Regions from separate parts of the Danio rerio genome. Here region 2 is linked to region 1. The links are chromatin contacts, called in public HiChIP or PLAC-seq maps. All regions are on one chromosome and are shown on one strand. Each heading gives the region's core, a stretch centred on a gene start, on an enhancer-like site or on the middle of the called end of the contact. The rest is flanking DNA. Distances are from core to core; before and after follow the strand shown.

Region 1 (3,160 bases), core at 496-2,995:
TGAACTTGCTACAAATGTGTGCATTAAAGATCTGGACAAAATCTCCACGTTTACTGCACAAAACAATGATCATGAATCAGGATGATTGCCTTACTTTGTATAATTGATACTTGATACTGTACTTTGCTTTTGTTTTTCTGTTAACTTCTATTAATTGGATACCCCAGTTTAAAGAGACCGCAGGGGGGGGTGTAGTATGATTAATATATTTCATTATATTGTTTTTTTCAGCCTGTGTCATTCATTCATTTTCTTGTCGGCTTAGTCTCTTTATTAATCCGGGGTTGCCACAGCGGAATGAACCGCCAACTTATCCAGCAAGTTTTTACGCAGTGGATGCCCTTCCAGCCACAACCCATCTCTGGGAAACATCCACACACACATTCACACACACACTTATACACTACGGACAATTTAGCCTACCTCATTCACCTGTACTGCATGTCTTTGGACTGTGGGGGAAACCGGAGCACCCTGAGGAAACCCACACAAATGCAGGGAGGACATGCAAACTCCACACAGAAACGCCAACTAAGCCGAGGTTCGAACCAGCGACCTTCTTGCTGTGAGGCGACAGCACTACCTACTGCGCCACTTGCCCTCGCCTTTTTTTTCAGCCTGTGTGCTTTGTTATAATAATAATAATAATAAAAGAAAATTCTAAGCAACCAACAACAATCAAAGTACAACATTGTTCAGTCAATTAAATAGTGCATGTGTTGTTTTGAAGTTATACATAAATGTGATTTCAGACCGAATATTCAATGTACCATGGCAATATAGGGACAAGTTGTCACTGAACAAATCTGCGAAAATAAAACCAACTTAACCTTAAAAACAACATAGGCTGGTCTAACGTGAACCTGTTAAATAAAACACATCAGTCAGTCAAATTAGTTGGTAACTTAAGAGTTTATGCAACTGGCCCCAAGTTTGCCAAGTCAGAAAGGAGAGGCACATTATATCCTAACACCCAAAATAAACACTGCAAACCTGCAATGCTCATGTGTACACCAACAACTGTAAACAAGCTGTCAGTGAAGAACCGTTAGGATTACTCAGATGTCAGTTGACGATAGTTCAGTCTGTCCTAATTCTACTAGTTTTAGAAATATGACACAAAGGTTACTCGGCTTCATGCATACAATTGCAGACAGCTAACAATTATTTACAAAACGCGTTTAATTTTGGGTTAGAAGTCAAATGAATTGCGAGCTCAGTCACAGAAAGGGATTAAAGAGCTCAATATTGTAGCTAACGACAAGCTAAGAGGCTAACCAACTAGCCTAATGGACCTCATTTAAACTCAGTTCTGTTTCTAGAGATATTTATCAAAAGTCTTAACCACAGTTAAACCCATTCATGATTTCATTATACGGAATATCCGTAATGAAGTCTAAATGCAAGCTGGATAATGAACACGGAGCATAAAGGGTCAGTGTGCTGTGCTTTAATGGGTCTCTCTGTACTCACGATGTACTCGCGCACTTGGCTGTGGAAATTCTGCTCTCTGATCGTCACATCGTCTTCCATTCTTCATATTGCAGAAACACATTCATTAGCAACGCATTTTGGTGGCCAGTCCATTCACTGCGAGAGAAAGCGACTTTATCAGATAAATAAACCGCCCTTTGGAAGAGCTCGACTGACTGACAGCGGTTGCGCTCAGCGCCAAATAAACGATCACAACACAGTCAAAATATATCGCGTCATCATTCGGCGACTTACGACAGGCAGGACGATGGATGTACACAGATGGCTTGTCAAGATGAATACAGTAAAATCCTTCTGGAAATGGATGACTTTCTCCTGTGCTACATTTAGGTAATCCACTAATTCATCCATCAGTATTTCCACTAAACAACTTGTCTTATGTATGGTCACAGTGTCGAGTTTGTTTGTGAAAAATGAATCAGGAGTATAAGTGAATTTAACTTAGCTAAATATGTTACTGTTGGCAACAGATCTTTAGTTAGCAGGCATTGAGTAATATAAAATAAATCAATAAAAGGGAAATGCAGCTTAAAATGTTTTATAATCAAAAACAGTTGGTATCATATTTTACCATGATTTACAGAAGACACACACTAAAATGTAATTCGATGTAACTTGTGTACCAAAAAATAGTGTCATGTCTACTTAATTATTTTATGAGATAAATATTTAATTAATTGTGATTTAAAATTTTTATTTTTTGCTTTTTAAAACAAACTGATTGTAAGCATCGATGAAAATATAAACATTATTAGAAATTACATTACAATGAAATTTGTATTTTGTCCCTTGATTCATAAGGGGTCGCCACTGCGGAATGAACCTCTAACTTATCCAGCATATGTTTTACACAGCAGATGCCCTTCCAGCTGCAATCCATCACTGGCAAACATCCATACACACTCATTCACACTACGGCCAATTTGTTTATTATTCACTTATAGCGCATGTGTTTGGACTGTGAGGGGAAACTTGAGCACCGGGAGGAGACCAACGTGAACATGGGGAGAACATACAAACTCCACACAGAAAAACTAACTGACCCAGCCAGGGCTCAAACCAGCAACATTCTTGCTGTGAGGCAACAGTGCTAACCACTGACCCACCGTGTCTCGTTTTTTAATCATTAAAAATAAATATGTCTAATGTTTATTTTGCAAATATATTAAGTGTATTGCGAACATTTATTTAATGTAATGAGTACATATGTTGTACAACATATTTTTTAAAATATAAATATTGTTGGTGTAAGATGGTGGACTATTATTTCACCAATATTCTTTTACATTCTATTTTCATAAAAGTTAATTACTAATTAGGCTAATTACAACATTAAAATAGACACTACTTGCATTTTAGAGAAATTATAAGAAATTATGGGGTGGTACGGTGGTGCAATGGGTAACGATGTCACCTCACAGCAAGAAGGTTGCTGGTTCGAGTCTTTCTGGGTCAGTTTTCTGTGTGGAGTTTGCATGTTCTCTCCATGTTTGCACGAGTTCCCTCCGGGTGCTCCTGTTTTAAAAAACAGAACTAAACTCCATTGTGTAGATGGTTCAAGCATGTTGAAAATTATTTTTCAATCAAGTTCTCTTACATAGAAAAAGTAAATTAAATAGCTACTAGGAATGTTCATTTCGTTAGTTTTGCTAACCGACAAACGCTG
Region 2 (3,160 bases), core at 199-2,698, 340 kb before region 1:
GACTGCACGGTGTTGGCTCGCCAGAGAAACTTCCTAATGAGCATGCAATCATAGAAGGCCTCTTGAGAAACCTCTTTAGTTAGAAAAGCCATACTGCACGTTTAATGGCAGAAGCTAGACTTACCATCTATACAGCCAGTTACAACAGAATGATGTCTTTACAAAATGTGATATTAAAGGTGCAAGAACACAATGCGAACCAATGGTTATTGTTGATTTCGATGCGATATGCAGTAAAGGCCACAGTCAATGCACATTGAACATCATTGCTATGGCGTCATTTATCATACACATAACGACTCTATGACGGATTACTGCGAATAAAGAGAAATAAAATGAATTCCAAACCAATTGCGCGCGATGATGGATTTGCTGCTCTATGGTACAGAAAGCCTTAAAAGGAACCATCTGCATCGCCATTTGCATTACTACAAGGTTTCATCCTTTTCAATAGTGCATAGGCTCTGGTTAAGAGTTATAAAGAATAGAAATCAAAGAAAAGTTCTACTTCATTTTTTATTTTTTTTATTTTTTGGCGCGACAATACGCAGATTGGCATTCTTTAATAAAAATAGTTTCCGTCCAAAGATATGGGGGTCCAGTCATTGCATTAAAGTATGTTCTCCTAGACAGATGCAAACAGAGCTTCGTCTGTCATAGTTTACTTTTTCTGATTAGTGTGCAGTGTAAAGCGCGTAAAATAGTGCGTACTCGTGATTCTTCGAAAAACTGCATCGCTGTATATCATGTGAATTTGTGTACCATTCACAATACTAGCCAACTTGTATAACTCATGGAAGTAAATACTATACACGTCCTCGTCAAAAATTTCACAGTAATGTTTATTGCGGTTTGGAAACAGTAAGCACCCCATTATGGAAACGATTTCTCATCCACTCGTTTTGGTTTGACGCATTCTGTTTTGCATAGCCAACCGTTTTTTCGACTTTATCAAACTGCAACAAATTAATTTTGACAAAACTTTTCGCATATACTAAAACGTAACAATACTGACAATAAACTAGTGCAAAAACGGTAATTGAAAAAAAAAAATCTGCGGTTTCGTGAGTGCGTTCGGAGAGTGAGTTGCCTTGACCAAATTCAAATTATTCATACAAAAAATGGATAGAAATGATAATTACGCTACATGCAAACCTCCGATTAAAAAGGAAAATCGTGAAGATCGTGTTCAGTATGCAGGCTGCGTTTTGGCACTGCCCGAATTTGTATTTTGGTGAAGCACTGTGTCTTTAAAAGTGCAAGGATGAGTGTTGTCTGTTACTCTCGAATCAGGTGCACGTGATCAGCTCCAGCATGTTCTATTGGCCAAAGGCACGTGTCTAGGATACCGGAGTGTAACGTCACTGGGGGCTCGTATTAAAAATAAGAACAAAAATCCGGAGTGAAAGTATTTCAGGAGCAGTAAGGAGCCCCACTTCTCTGTCCTCAGAGTAGCCACTGAAGCCTCGCTAGTTGCACTGCGCAGCAAACCAGTAGCACCAAACTGGCAAGTTACGGTTCATCAACCTTAAACTGCAAACATTCCGTGTTTGGAAGGCGTAACTATGTTTTTCCTTTGTGACCACGGTGCGCAAAGGCTTTTTACTGTCGCTAAAACTCACTGACAGTTTTTTGGCCGTTTTGAATTTTTTTTTTCCTGAAGTGAACAAAGTGGACGGAGTCGCCCGTGGAGTGGGGTGCGACTGCCAGAGTGCGGGAGAGCGATAAAGGGTTAAGGACGGAAGGTGGAAAGTGCGTCTCAGCATGGATGAGAATGAGCAGAGCGCAAGAGACGTGGAACAGCGAGGAGCGTCGGACGAGTCCAACAGTGCCATACGACCCCTTTTACAAGCTCCAGGAAACCTGCAGCTGCCACACCGAATCACAAACTTCTTCATCGACAACATCCTGCGACCAGATTTTGGCCGTAAAAAAGAAGCGAATATTACGCGCTATGAGGACAATCACGGCGCACGAGAGAATCACAACCCTACGGGTCCAAGCACGGGACAGGTGGGAAGTACTGTACCAGCGGAAGAAGCTTCCACAACGCATACGAGCAGCGGAGGAAAGGAGGCAGAGATAGAGAGCGAAGAACCCCTGAAGCCCCGCGGGGAGAATGTGGATCAGTGCTTGGGTTCAGAATCGGATAGTTCACAGAGCAATTCAAACGGACAGACTGGTCAGGGTATGCTGTGGCCCGCTTGGGTTTACTGCACACGCTACTCGGACAGGCCGTCGTCAGGTACGCTTACCTCTATTTTTTCATAGCATGTGCCAAGAAATAGTTACATTTATGCAAAGCACTACAAGAGTTATAATTGCACTATATTTAATTCTAATCACGTATATCCACCAAATTTAAAAGGTCAGTTTCTAAAAACAACCCCCAAGTGATGGAACAAGTTATACTAGTACAAATATTTACAGTTCACTAAGTATTTTGGTTATTTAAATTTTGCGCATATTTTATGTACCTGAATATTTATGGGTCACTAACATATTATGACTGTACCTATATAATTAAATAAAACGACAAAAGGTCCCAAAAACAATAAAATGTTTTGGCCGTCAATGTAAACGACCAGTAAGTAGTTTCAACAATTAAGTAAGTTTTTTTGTTGTTACTAATATTTGTATATTATTATTATTTATTTATTTATTTTACTCGTGGAGTGATAATGATAATGTATTTGTTGTCATATTAATGAAGAGAGTGAATAAACAGACGAGAAACTGATTTTCTTTTAATAATACTAAATAAATGAAATTCTATTGAAATGCAATATTAATGCTGAACTGGTGTAAAAATAGATTTTTGGTTTTGCCAAATGTTTTTCCCTGTAAGCCTTTCGTCTTTGTTGATATTTCATTAGCATATTTTTTTCAACAATAGAACAGGCCTCGTATTTACTATATACCAAACAGCATTTGTTAATGGATTTTGCGGTGATTTTGTAAACTAATTTAACTAAAACTGAATTGCAATATTTAAGAAAATGTCCATGCTAAACGCCAATATAATGTGGCAAACTCGAGCATGAGTGGTCATGTACACCAGTCCATTAAATTTATTTATTTATTTTACTTTTCGAAATATATAACATTTCAGTTTCTGCTGTGTTGGTTGGTTGATATTTGTGACTGTATTTCATGAGTA

What was found. HiChIP or PLAC-seq counts read pairs in DNA pulled down with a chosen protein or histone mark.
Region 2: a contact with region 1 is called in an H3K4me3 HiChIP or PLAC-seq map of embryo, with 2.5 times the contacts expected there. The contact joins the promoter of en2a here to the promoter of nom1 in region 1. A contact is called at or near these places in 1 of 18 Hi-C or Micro-C datasets (embryo) and 1 of 4 datasets of contacts at active chromatin or transcription factors (embryo).

The regions. Positions count from the first base shown.
Region 1 is chr7:41,004,907-41,008,066 of GRCz12tu, reverse strand. It overlaps nom1 (nucleolar protein with MIF4G domain 1), which reads left to right and starts at 1,745. Exons shown (of 12, transcript NM_001044832.3): 1 at 1,745-1,824. It overlaps lmbr1 (limb development membrane protein 1), which reads right to left and starts at 1,533. Exons shown (of 18, transcript NM_001252604.2): 1 at 1,474-1,533. The coding sequence starts at 1,533.
Region 2 is chr7:41,339,776-41,342,935 of GRCz12tu, reverse strand. en2a (engrailed homeobox 2a) reads left to right here and starts at 1,448. Exons shown (of 2, transcript NM_131044.2): 1 at 1,448-2,245. The coding sequence starts at 1,765. All of the region lies in intron 3 of si:dkey-151p11.2 (a long non-coding RNA gene), which reads right to left.